Regions from separate parts of the Sus scrofa genome. Here regions 1 and 2 are each linked to region 3. A link is a contact called in public HiChIP or PLAC-seq data. All regions are on one chromosome and are shown on one strand. The core of a region is the stretch at or near the end of the contact, and the rest is flanking DNA. Distances in the headings are between cores, read along the strand shown.

Evidence for each region. HiChIP or PLAC-seq counts read pairs in DNA pulled down with a chosen protein or histone mark.
Region 1: a contact with region 3 is called in an H3K27ac HiChIP or PLAC-seq map of alveolar macrophages. The contact joins the promoter of HDHD3 here to the promoter of CDC26 in region 3. A contact is called at or near these places in 1 of 5 promoter capture datasets (liver), 2 of 47 Hi-C or Micro-C datasets (heart right ventricle and skeletal muscle) and 1 of 2 datasets of contacts at active chromatin or transcription factors (alveolar macrophages).
Region 2: a contact with region 3 is called in an H3K27ac HiChIP or PLAC-seq map of alveolar macrophages. The contact joins the promoter of ALAD here to the promoter of CDC26 in region 3. A contact is called at or near these places in 2 of 5 promoter capture datasets (fetal liver and liver), 2 of 47 Hi-C or Micro-C datasets (liver and skeletal muscle) and 1 of 2 datasets of contacts at active chromatin or transcription factors (alveolar macrophages).

Annotation. Positions count from the first base shown.
Region 1 is chr1:254,008,217-254,011,887 of Sscrofa11.1, reverse strand. HDHD3 (haloacid dehalogenase-like hydrolase domain-containing protein 3) reads left to right here and starts at 2,084. Exons shown (of 3, transcript XM_021067749.1): 1 at 2,084-2,195; 2 at 2,787-2,835.
Region 2 is chr1:254,025,620-254,029,511 of Sscrofa11.1, reverse strand. It overlaps ALAD (delta-aminolevulinic acid dehydratase), which reads left to right and starts at 1,928. Exons shown (of 13, transcript XM_021067765.1): 1 at 1,928-2,062.
Region 3 is chr1:253,904,176-253,907,931 of Sscrofa11.1, reverse strand. CDC26 (anaphase-promoting complex subunit CDC26) reads left to right here and starts at 1,273. Exons shown (of 4, transcript XM_021067696.1): 1 at 1,273-1,468. It overlaps PRPF4 (U4/U6 small nuclear ribonucleoprotein Prp4), which reads right to left and starts at 1,201. Exons shown (of 14, transcript XM_005660339.3): 1 at 1,111-1,201; 2 at 161-338.

The DNA.
Region 1 (3,671 bases), core at 835-3,334, 100 kb before region 3:
CAGCTCCGATTTGACGTCTAGCTGGGGAACTTCCATATGCCACACATGTGGCCCTAAAAAGCAAAAAAAAAAGAATGTCCATAGAAACATTTTCTAATATTTGAATTAACCAGTAACTGGATATTTGAAATGACCAGTAACTGGAGATAACCCAAAATATCCATCCACAATAAAATATGGTATACTCATATATTGAGGTATCACAGGTGGGACATGAATGCCCTATAAACTACTCAGAGCAACATGGATGAAACTTACCAATAAAATTTTGAGCAAAGAAAGCAAAAAGAGGAGTTCCCGTCGTGGCACAGTGGTTAACGAATCCGACTAGGAACCATGAGGTTGCGGGTTCGATCCCTGCCCTTGCTCAGTGGGTTAACGATCCGGCGGTGCTGTGAGCTGTGGTGTAGGTTGTAGACGCGGCTCGGATCCTGCGTTGCTGTGGCTCTGGCATAGGCTGGCAGCTATAACTCTGATTCGACCCCTAGCCTGGGAACCTCCATATGCCATGAGAGCAGCCCACGAAATAGCAAAAAGACAAAAAAAAAAAAAAAAAAAAAAAGAAAGCAAAAAGAATGCATGATGTATTATTCCATTCACACACGGTTCAGAAACAAGTATAACCATGCATTTTTTTTTATTATTTTTTTTTTTTTTTTTTTGCTTTTTCTAGGGCCGCACCAGTGGCATATGGAGGTCCCCAGGCTAGGGGTCCAATTGGAGCTACAGCTGCCGGCCTACGCCACAGCCACAGCAACGTGGGATCCAAGCTGTGTCTTCAACCTACACCACAGCTCACGGCAACGCCAGATCCTTAACCCACTGAGCAAGGTCAGGGATCGAACCCGAAACCTCATGGTTCCTAGTCGAATTCGCTAACCACTGCACCACGACGGTAACTCCAATATAACCATGCATTTAGAAGTCAGGATAGTGGTTCCCCTTCATGGGAGTAAGTGACCAGGAGACAGGGCACCAGAGTTCTAGAGATGTTCTTTTTCTTGGTCTTTGCACAGATTGCATAGATATGTCCACTTTGTAAAAATCCAAGGACAAGTACACTTCCTTGCACTTTTCCCTATGTATGGTTTTAATAAAAGTTTAAAAATAAGTAAATGAGGAATTCCCGTCGTGACTCAGCAGTTAATGAATTCAGCATCCATGAGGACATGCGTTCGATCCCTGGTTTCATTCAGTGGGTTAAGGATCCGACATTGCGGTGAGCTGTGATGCAGGTCACAGACATGGCTCGGATCTGGCGTTGCTGTGGCTGTGGTGTACGCCGGCGGCTACAGCTCCGATTGGACCCCAAGCCTAGGAATTTCCATGTGCTTAAGGTGCGGCCCTAAAAAGACAAAAAGGCAAAAAAAAAAAAAAGATCCGGTGTTGCCGTGAGCTGTGGTATAGGTCGAAGACGCAGCTTGGATCTGGCATTGCTGTGGCTCTGGTGGAGGCAGGCAGCTGTAGCTTCTATTTGACCCCTTGCCTGGGAACCTCCATATGCCATGGCTGCAGCCCTAAAAAGACAAAAAGACAAAAAAAATTAGTAAATGAAATTTTGGAGAGAGAGAGAGACAGATGTGTGTCTTGTGGGCCCAGCTTGGGTTTACTTAGTTCCCTTGAATGAGAATCTCAAGGAAAAAGCCCCATAAGAAACTTGATTTCTCAAAGAGAAATAACCAAAGCTAGCTAGCAGCCAGTGTTGTGACATGGTCAGGTGTCTCCAGAAGCAATTACCAGGCCAGAGTCCACATAAGATAGATCAAGGGATAAAACCCTCTCGGAATTTTGGTCATCTGACATATGGAGGAAACTATACCCATGAAGTGGACCCATTTTTGAACCGGTAAATTACAAAGAAGCTTGTTTCAAAACAGCAGGACCTGTCATTGGCTTTTGTGTGACATGCAAGGCCCCTTTTTCTCTGCTGAAAAAGTTACTCAAAGAAATGTCTGGAGCCGTGGGCTCTCCCTTGCCGGCCAAAGGTCTGTGACTGAACTTTGCGTTTCCTCCCAGGCCCGAGCCCAGTGAGGGGGAGGTGGTTACCCAACACAAAGCAAGCCAGATCCAAACCCAAATCCCTTCTTCCCAAGTCAGCCTGGGCACCTCCCAGGAGGCGTCCAGATCCAAGGGAGGCGGAAAGGTCTTGGGGAGGAGGAAGGCAGGCAGAGAGAGCACAGAAAGGGGATAAAAAAGTGAGGGGCTGCGAGGGCAGGGTGGGCAGGGGCCCGCAAAGAGGGCACAAGGGGTGCAAAGTAATGGTGAAAGGCGGAGTACGGGACGGAAGGGGGCGCAAGAGGGACTGAGATCGCGTGGTGTCTGACGAAGGGGTAGGGAGGGTCACAGAAGGGACACGGAGGGCAGAGGCCCGCGGTGAGGGCACGTGACAAAGGCGCAGGGTCTCAGGAGGTGAGGGTACGGCGAGAGGGAGCAGAAAGGACATGGGGGGGCGGGGGGGCGGGGCGAGGCGGAGGGGCGGGGCGAGGCGGAGGGGCGGGGCGAGGCGGAGGGGCGGGGCGGGGCGGGGCGGGGCGGGCGGGGGCGGGCGGGGCGGGGCGGAGCGAGGCGGAGGGGCGGGGCGGGCGAGGCGGAGGGGCGGGGCGGGGCGAGGCGGAGGGGCGGGGCGGGGCGAGGCGGAGGGGCGGGGCGAGGTGGAGGGGCGGGGCGGGGCGAGGCGGAGGGCGGGGCGGGGGCGGGGCGGGGCGAGGCGGCGGGGCGGGGCGAGGCGGAGGGGCAAGCGGAGGCCTGGGATCTGGGAGAAAGGGGCGTCTTCATCTTTTCCCCAGTGGCTGTGCGGCTGCGGTTTCTTTCTTGACTGGCTTCTCGGCGAGGCGGGTGAGTCGTGGGCCCCAGGGACTGGCGCCGCAGGTCTCGCTGCTTTTGGCAGAGGTCGTAGAGATACTTCTCTAGCCGCGGGCTACCCGGACTTTGCCACCTCCGAGCCCTGGAGGTGGGGAGGGAGGGTGAGCAATTCAGGCCTGCGGCCAAAGTCCCTAAATTCCCCTCCAGAAACTGAGGAAAATGCTGTGGGCCCTTTGTTCTAGTTTTAGCAGCGCCAATGGCTCCCCGCGTGACTTGGGGCGAATTTCCGCCCCTCACTGGGCCTCCACCTACCCACCTGCAAAGGGAGGGCATCTTTGGACGGGTGTCCCTAAGTTCCAGACTGACTTAAATTCATTTCCTGACAAACCTCCTCTAAGGCCTGTCCCCAGGTTCACCAGCCATGATTGTCCCTCAGCAGCAGCTGGGCTGCCTTCTGAACTCTGGCCCCTCAGGTTACAGCTGAACAGGTTGGGTGTCTGGAATCTGCTCTGTCTGGGACCAGAAGCTGCTTCCACCCTCTAGACGTTGGGTTAAAGAATTTGTTTTCTCTGCAGTCAGTAATCCTTTCACTGGTTCTCCACCCAGGCAGGCATCATCACCTGGGGCTCAGAGAGGCTTTAAGACAGGGAAGACCAGGACCTCTAGGATGTGGTTGAGAGGGTTAAGAACCCGACTAGTATCCAGGAAGATGCGAGTTCCATCCCCGGCCTCTGGTTAAGGATCCAGCATTGCTGCAAAGCTGTGGCATAGGCCCCACCAATTTGACCCCTGGCCTGGGAACTTCCATGTGCTGAAGGTGTGGCCATAGAGAGGGAAAAACAAAGAAGAAGAAGGACCAGGCTGCTCTG
Region 2 (3,892 bases), core at 679-3,178, 120 kb before region 3:
AATGAAATCATACAGTCGTACAGTGTCTGACTCCTTCTGTTCAATGCTATATTTAAGATTTATTCATAGTGTTGCATTCACAATACTTTTTATGGATAAGAGTGACAGATTAAGGAAAAATATTTTATTATTATTATTATTATTGTTATTATTATATTGCCTTTTAGAGCTGCACTCACTGCATATGGAGGTTCCCAGGCTAGGGGTCTAATTGGAGCTACAGCTGCCAGCCTACACCACAGCTCATGGCATCACCAGATCCTTAACCCACTGAGTGAGGCCACAGATCAAACCCACAACCTCATGGATCCTAGTCAGATTCGTTTCCGCTGTGCCATGATGATGTCCTGAAGTAAAATATTTTAAAAGGTGATTCCTGAAGTAAAATATTTTAAAAGATGATGTCCTGAAGTAAAATATTTTAAAAGATCGGGAAGTGGGAACCGATCTTTCAGTCAAAAACAAGAGCGAGACATGGGAAAAATAGATTACACCAAAAAAAATTTTTTAATTTTCCACCCTGTTTGAGATCTTAGAGGTAATAGATGGTCCTAATTTTTTTTTTTCCACCGTGATCGTGGCATGCTTAAGTTCCCTGGCTAGGGATCGAACCCCTGAAGCACAGCAGTGGTAGTGTCAAATCCTTAACTGTTAGGCCACCAGGGAACTCTGGTCCTAATTATTTCTAGTTATCAATAAAGTCAGAGATGGAACAGGTGTCATGAAAGAAACAGGCAGCGGATCTAAACTTGAGGTGGGGGGGTAATAAATAGTAATTACCTCTATGAGTTGAAGGAGTATGGATAGCAGGAGTTGAAGAGAAAGCCCAGTGTGACATGGGGCAAATTAATCTCCTGGCAATTGTTTTCCCAGTCTATAAAATGAGGATTGTAACAGAATTATCAAATTAGGTAAGTGAATGTAAAATGTATGGGACTGTCCCTGACTCTTTAATGCACAGCCTTCTTTCCACCACCTTCCTTATTTGAACGCAGATCAGAACTTGTAGCAAGGAACTAAGCAGTGTCGTATTTCCCCAGCATTAAGCCTCTTGGACTTGTAATAGAAAGATGCATAAAACAGGTTTGGGATACAGATTTTGAGAAATAAGATCTGAGAATAAATATAGTACAACCCACTGGCATCCTTCACAGTTCAAAGTCAACTTTTCAATAATCCCTGTCTCACCTTTATAAAGGAATTCCTTTGCTAGGGTATATTGACCCCGACCCCTATTTCACTCATCTGATCCCACCAGTTCACCTAAGCCCCATAAGCGTCACCAGATCCTTCCCACCCTTGCACATACCCTGCAGCATTTTACCTCCACCCCCGCCCCGCCCCCGGACTTGCGGGCAAATCTTTCTTTGTACCCGTCACGGACAGACAGGTCTGATGCTCCTATCAGACTTGGAGCCTTTCCAAAGTACCCATGTCTTTCACATCACAGCTCTGAAACTATGGCACAAGAGTAGGTCCTGAGAAATTACGCTGGAATAAATTTTGTCTGAAAACTTGGAAGCCAGCCTGGTGCTTAACTAATTTAAAATGCTCAGTCCGCAAAAAAGGACTTAGCTATTGTGTTAGGTATTACGGTGTTGTTTAAAATCCTTGAGATCTAATTATTCTTTCAACAATCAGCGCCAAACGTGCTGGGCTGGGAAGAGAAAAGCTGTAAAGAGAACCGCAAAGCTGTAGCTGCCTCCCACGCCTGCTCACACGCAACGCCCCTCTCGCAGTGCTGCAGCACTGTCCAAGTGGGCGCCCTGGCGGTCTTCCCTGCACAGGCGCGGACCTCGCTGAGGGGAGGGGCGGGCCCTCCAGCCCTTCAGCGCACCCGATTGGCCAGGTCTGCCGCCGTGCGTGGGCGGGGCTGTAGCTGGAGCTGACCAGCCCTCAGGCAAAGCACCCGCAGGGGGCGTGGCCTGCAACCTGTCGGGGGCGGGCTGTGAGAGGGGGGCGCTGCTTCCGGGTGAGCTGCCCCGCCCCCGCGTGGGCCCAAGAGACCAGAGCTCGCGACTGTGGTGGCGGGAGTAGCGGCGTGGATTCCTTACGAAAGCCGGTGAGTGGGGGCCAGACTCCGGGAGTTGGCAGACTTGGACGCGGGGGCTCTGGCACCAAGAGTCTTGTATCCCCAGACCCAGATCGTGCTGTACTCCAAGGAGCGCCGGCGATGTCGCTGGAGACGGAGTCATTGTGGGACCCCTGTTTGGGTTCTTAGAGTTAGATGTCCCGCTGCAGCGGGGTTGGGGTCTCCGCGTGGCTGTAGTCCTTGGAGACTCGGGGCTGTAGTTCTTGGAGACTCCGAGTCTCCTCTCTGGGCTCCATTCCCTCGGAGATCGCTGGGGTAGTCTCCATCAGTGCAGAGCCCGCGGTGCCTAGCAGTATGGGGGAGGGAGGTGCAAGCAATAACAGCCACTCTGTGCTAGCCTTGTATGTACGGTGCATGCATTGGCCCATTCAGTCTTACAACAGCCCATCAAGCTCAGTTCAAGCCCTTATTGGCCAGATGAGGGGACTGAAGTCACACAGCTGAAAAGTGACAGAACCAGGATTTGAACCCACGTGTAGAGACTCCAAAATCCACAAGCCTAACCATCTTGCTGCTAGCTGCAACCAGGTCCAGAGTTGCCTTTCTACCTCTTCCCTCCCAACCTCTTTCACCAAGAGCTCTCCAGGAGTCCACCTCTGCTGATGAGCAGCTTTGAAATCTATACTTAGGAGTTCCTTTTGATTCCGTGTTTTAAGAATCCAGCTGGTATCCCTGAGGATGTGGGTTTGATCCCTGCCTTTGCCCAGTGAGTTAAGGATCCAGCCTTCCTGCAAGCTGCGATATAGGTCACAGATTCCCCTTGGATCTGGCTTGGATCTAGCATTGTTGTGGCTGTGGCATAGGCTGGCAGCTGCAACTCTGATTCCACCCCTAGCCTGGGAACTTCCATACGCTTCAGCTGCAGCCCTAAAAAGAAAGAAAGAAATCTATACTTAAAATATCAAAGGGGAGTTCCCGTCGTGGCGCAGTGGTTAACGAATCCGACTAGGAACCATGAGGTTGTGGGTTCGGTCCCTGCCCTTGCTTAGTGGGTTAACGATCCGGCGTTGCCATGAGCTGGGGTGTAGGTTGCAGACGCGGCTCGGCTCCCCCGTTGATGTGACTCTGGCGTAGGCCGGAGACTACAGCTCCGATTAGACCCCTAACCTGGGAACCTCCATATGCCACGGGAGCGGCCCAAGAAATGGCAAAAAGACCAAAAAAAAAAAAAAAATCAAGGGGTAATGGTGGACACTGATGACCTCACTGCCAGAGACCTGGATTCTAGCCCCAGATCTGCCATTGGCCCCTGCACAATCTTGGCCCAAATGCCTGCCCCTCTCTGAGCCCAGTTCCCCATCATGCCAATAGTGTTCATTTCAATGATGCAATCAGCAAGCTTTATGAACCCTCCTAACCAGCATGTTCTGGGATTTTTGGAATTGGCAAATTCTCCAAATTCTCCTAATGGCTAAGCCCAGACGAGACTGGGCTCTTCAAAGGCAAGGCAAGGCCTGGGTCTCATTCTTCTCTTTTATTTCTGTTTCTAGCACCGGTTAGGCCCAGAGTAGACATTCAGAAAATGCAGGCTGAATCAATAGGCAGCTGGTCAGTCCCGTTTCAGAACTGCCTGACACCTGCTGTCCTGGGCCTTTCTGGGACTTTGGATTTCTCAGTTCTGGCCACCTTCTCCCTCCTGGCCCTCCTGACTGCCTCCTCCCCTGCTAGTGGCAGAGCCTGCCATAGCTGGCAGTAGCTCCCAACCCTCTGTGCCAGGACCACAGCCTCTGGAATCCTCAGCAGAGCACAACAACAGGGAATCGGACCCTGCAGCTCTTCTCAGCCCCTCCTGGTGGTAGT
Region 3 (3,756 bases), core at 24-2,523:
GGTTCGTGTAACCCGGGAGCCACAATAGGAACACCAATAGATGCAAGTTTAATATGCGAAGTTTTCTGACACTATACTTGTGATATCTACGTTTAGGAAAGTAAATATTACAGAAATTTTGAGCACCCAAAGTAGAGATGGACTACAGTTTGCATCTTACCAGAGGTTATGTTAATATTCCCTGCTTCAATTCCTGCTTTAAGTCCTTCTTTTCCCAAAATCCCAGACTCTCCTTTGGCCAGCCGTTCCCTCTCCTTTTCTTCCAAACTTCCATAATAGATGTGTGGTTTCTTCACAACAGGAGCGACTAAGTCATCAGGTGCCTTAGTTTTGGTTGCCTGTTAAATCAAAGACCTGGATGAACCTAAAGCTTAATCTCAGCAATTTGCTAGCTTCCCAGAGGATGAAGCTTATCCAGAGCTTCAATCCTATTCCCTCCCCCAAAAAAGACAAGTTGGACACCAATTAAGATGTATCTTCCCTGATGGAGTGGGGCAGGGGGGAGTGTTCCAGTCTCTCAGTCACTTTAAGTTTTGCAGATAGGAAGAGATAGATAAAACTAGTGAATTTCTCTTGTGATTTTTCTATCAATGGTTTGCTTTGGAACATGTTTACTTCATTTGGTTGGAGGTGCAATCTCTTCTTGGGTTTTATGAAACTTTCAGGGCCACTGCTCATCACAGGAGATATCAAGAATAACTGAAATAACCAACGCCATGATAAAGGGGAACAAGTTATAAAGTTACCGGTCTATACAATTCAAACGTTTTCAGACGCGAGGTAGTAGATATGAAGTTAGGAGGCCTCATTATAATCAAGACTGACACTGTCGTAAATCTTGGCCAAAACCCTACTCCCTTTCAGAGCTCCGTTTCTGAACGAGACGGAAGAGGTATTTACATTTTAGGGTTGTTGTAGTAAGAGATGAAAATGACCTAAAACACACTCCGGTCACTCAAAGAAAAACGCTGCTCAGCTCTCTAAGACCAGACCGAGTCTGGCAGCCTTCCTCCTCAGTCCTCCACCGCCCGTTCCCTAACGGCTCTGTTCTGCACGGACCCCCCACCCCTCCGCCCTCCCTGCCCTGCCAGAGTGAGCCGAGATCCGTACCGTGGAGGAGGCTCGCGAGGAAGCCATGCTGGGCTCCGAGGCCGCGAAGCTTCAGCAAGAGGCGAGCCCTACGTTCCAGACCATCCACCGCGCGCCTAACAAAGCGGAATTACGTCCAGACCGGAAGTGGGCCGAGGGCCGAAGCCGCGTCCTGGGCGCCGTAGAGCATGATGGGAATCGTAGTAGGAAAGGCTCTGGGTGCGTTGAGCGTTGTGACACGTACAGCCTCTAAAAAGAGCACGCGGAGGACGAGGTTCTGCGAGGAGAGAGACTCAGAGCAACCTGGGAGGTGTAGTGCAGTTGACATAGCAGAAGATTCGGGGTGGGCGCTGAGGTTCCGGGAAAGGGCTGAAAAGAGGTAGGTGCTTCAAGTCGCGCGCCTCCGGACTGAACTCCGGGAGTGAAACGGCACCTTCCGGGGTCTGCTGCCGCTCCCGGCCCTGCGAAGAGCTTTAAGTCCTCCTAGAGTGGTGGACCATGTTGCCATGGAAACCTTTGCCCCGGACCCAGGAGTGCGGTCCTGTAGCCGCGAAAGGAGTGTGCTTTCCTCCGCTGTCGGGAAGTTCTCTCGGCAGCTTCTTTTGAGCTGGGTGGATTTTCGGTGCATTTGGGCAGTGGCGAAAGAATAAGCTCGAAGAGCCCTCTAGCGCCAGAGTAAAATAAAGAGCCAGCGGAGGAGCCATGGCCTGTGTTTGGTCTATATTACTCGGAGTGAGATGAAGAATGTCAGGCGTCAGGTAAACTGCGCGCAAGCAGCTCTGCACAGCCCTGTGTTGCCCTGGGTGTTGGGGCACCAGAGATCGACAAGACAAGGTTTTTGCTCCCGTATCGGGGGTGGAGATTTTTCAAAATTTATTGTTGTTTCCCGAGCTGGACAGAGCCTCCTACCCTCTCCAAGGGCAGTTACAATAATAATGGCTACATATTTGAGCGTTTACTAAATGCCAAGTTACGTACGTTACAGGCACTTATCTGCATCACGTCATTCAATCCATACAACACCTGAGTACAGATACAAGGGAAGAAGCTAAGATCTAGTGAAAGGCGAAGCTAATTGTCCAAAATCAGTGGCAACAGAATTTGAGTCTCTGCCCTTTGCCTCCAAAGCAAGCACTTTTACCCATTACACTATACTTCTTCATAGTGGTGAGCTTTTTACAGCTTGCGGGAAAGTTAGAATGTATCACAGTTGTTTTTTTCTTTTAAGCATTCTCTTGGAACTTTGGCTTCCTCTTGCCTTTGTCTACGTTGGAATCAAGATCCTATTTGATTTGGGAGTTCCTGTCGTGGCGCAGCAGAAACGAATCCGACTAGGAACCAGAGGTTGTGGGTTTGATCCCTGGCCTTGCTCAGTTGGATCCGGAGCTTAAGGATCCGGCATTAGGGTGAGCTGTGGTGTAGGTCGCAGACGCGGCTCGGATCTGGCATTGCTGTGGCCCTGGCGTAGGCCGGCAGCCACAGCTCTGATTAGACCCCTAGCCTGGGAATTTCCATATGCTGTGGGAGCGCCCTAAAAGGACAAAAAAAAAAAAAAAAAAAAATCGTATTTGATTTAGTACCAAAAAATTTGAAATGTAATGTGTCAGTGTTTTGTGTTGATAATATCATTTGTCTCAGTCCCAGGCTTCATGGGAGGAGGGGAAATTTTATCTTTTGTATACTTCACAGTCCCTAGCTACATCCTAGAAACATGTAATAATCATTTATGTTTGTACATACTTTTTTTTTGCTTTTTAGGGCCGCACCTGCGGCATATGGAGGTTCCCAGGCTAGGGGTCTAATCAGAGCTACAGCTGCCGGCCTGTACCACAGCTCACCACAACACCGGATCCTCAACCCTCTGAGTGAGGCCAGGGATGGAACCCTTAACCTCATGGTTCCCAGATAGATTCATTTCCACTGCGCCACGATGGGAACTGTACATACCTCATTTTATTTATTTATTTATTTTGTCTTTTGTCTTTATTGGGCTGCAGCAGTGGCATGTAGAGCCGAGTCTGCAATCTATACCACAGATCACAGCAATGCTGGATCCTCAACCCACTGAGTGGGGCCAGGGATCGAACCTGAAACCTCATGGTTCCTAGTTGGATTTGTTTCCGCTGCACCATGAGGGGAACTCCAGAACTATACATACTTTAAAGGAGGTTTCACTTACCTCATTCTCACTTTTTTTGTGTGGTCTTTTTTAGGGCCACACCTGAGGTATATGGAAGTTCCTAGACTAGGAGCCAAACTGGAGCTATAGCTGCCGGCCTACACCAAAACCATAGCAACACAGGATCCAAGCCCTGTCTGCAACCTATACCACAGCTCACGGCAATGCTGGATCCTTAACCCACTGAGCAAGGCCAGGGATCAAACCTGCATCCTCGTGGATACTAGTGGGATTCTTAACCTGATAAGTCTCAGCTAGAACTCCAAGGCTGAGACATTTGTTAATCAACTGAATAGCTTCAACTTTATCTGTAAAATAGGGTAATTTTGCCAGTGTCATAGTATTTCTGTGTTAAAAATGAGAATGTACAAGAAAAGCATAGCATGGTGCTCGAGAAAAGTTCATTTCACTTTTTGAATTTGAATATCTAAATTTATTCAGCAAAACATATACTGATTGGTTATTATAGACATTCTCTACAGGATGCT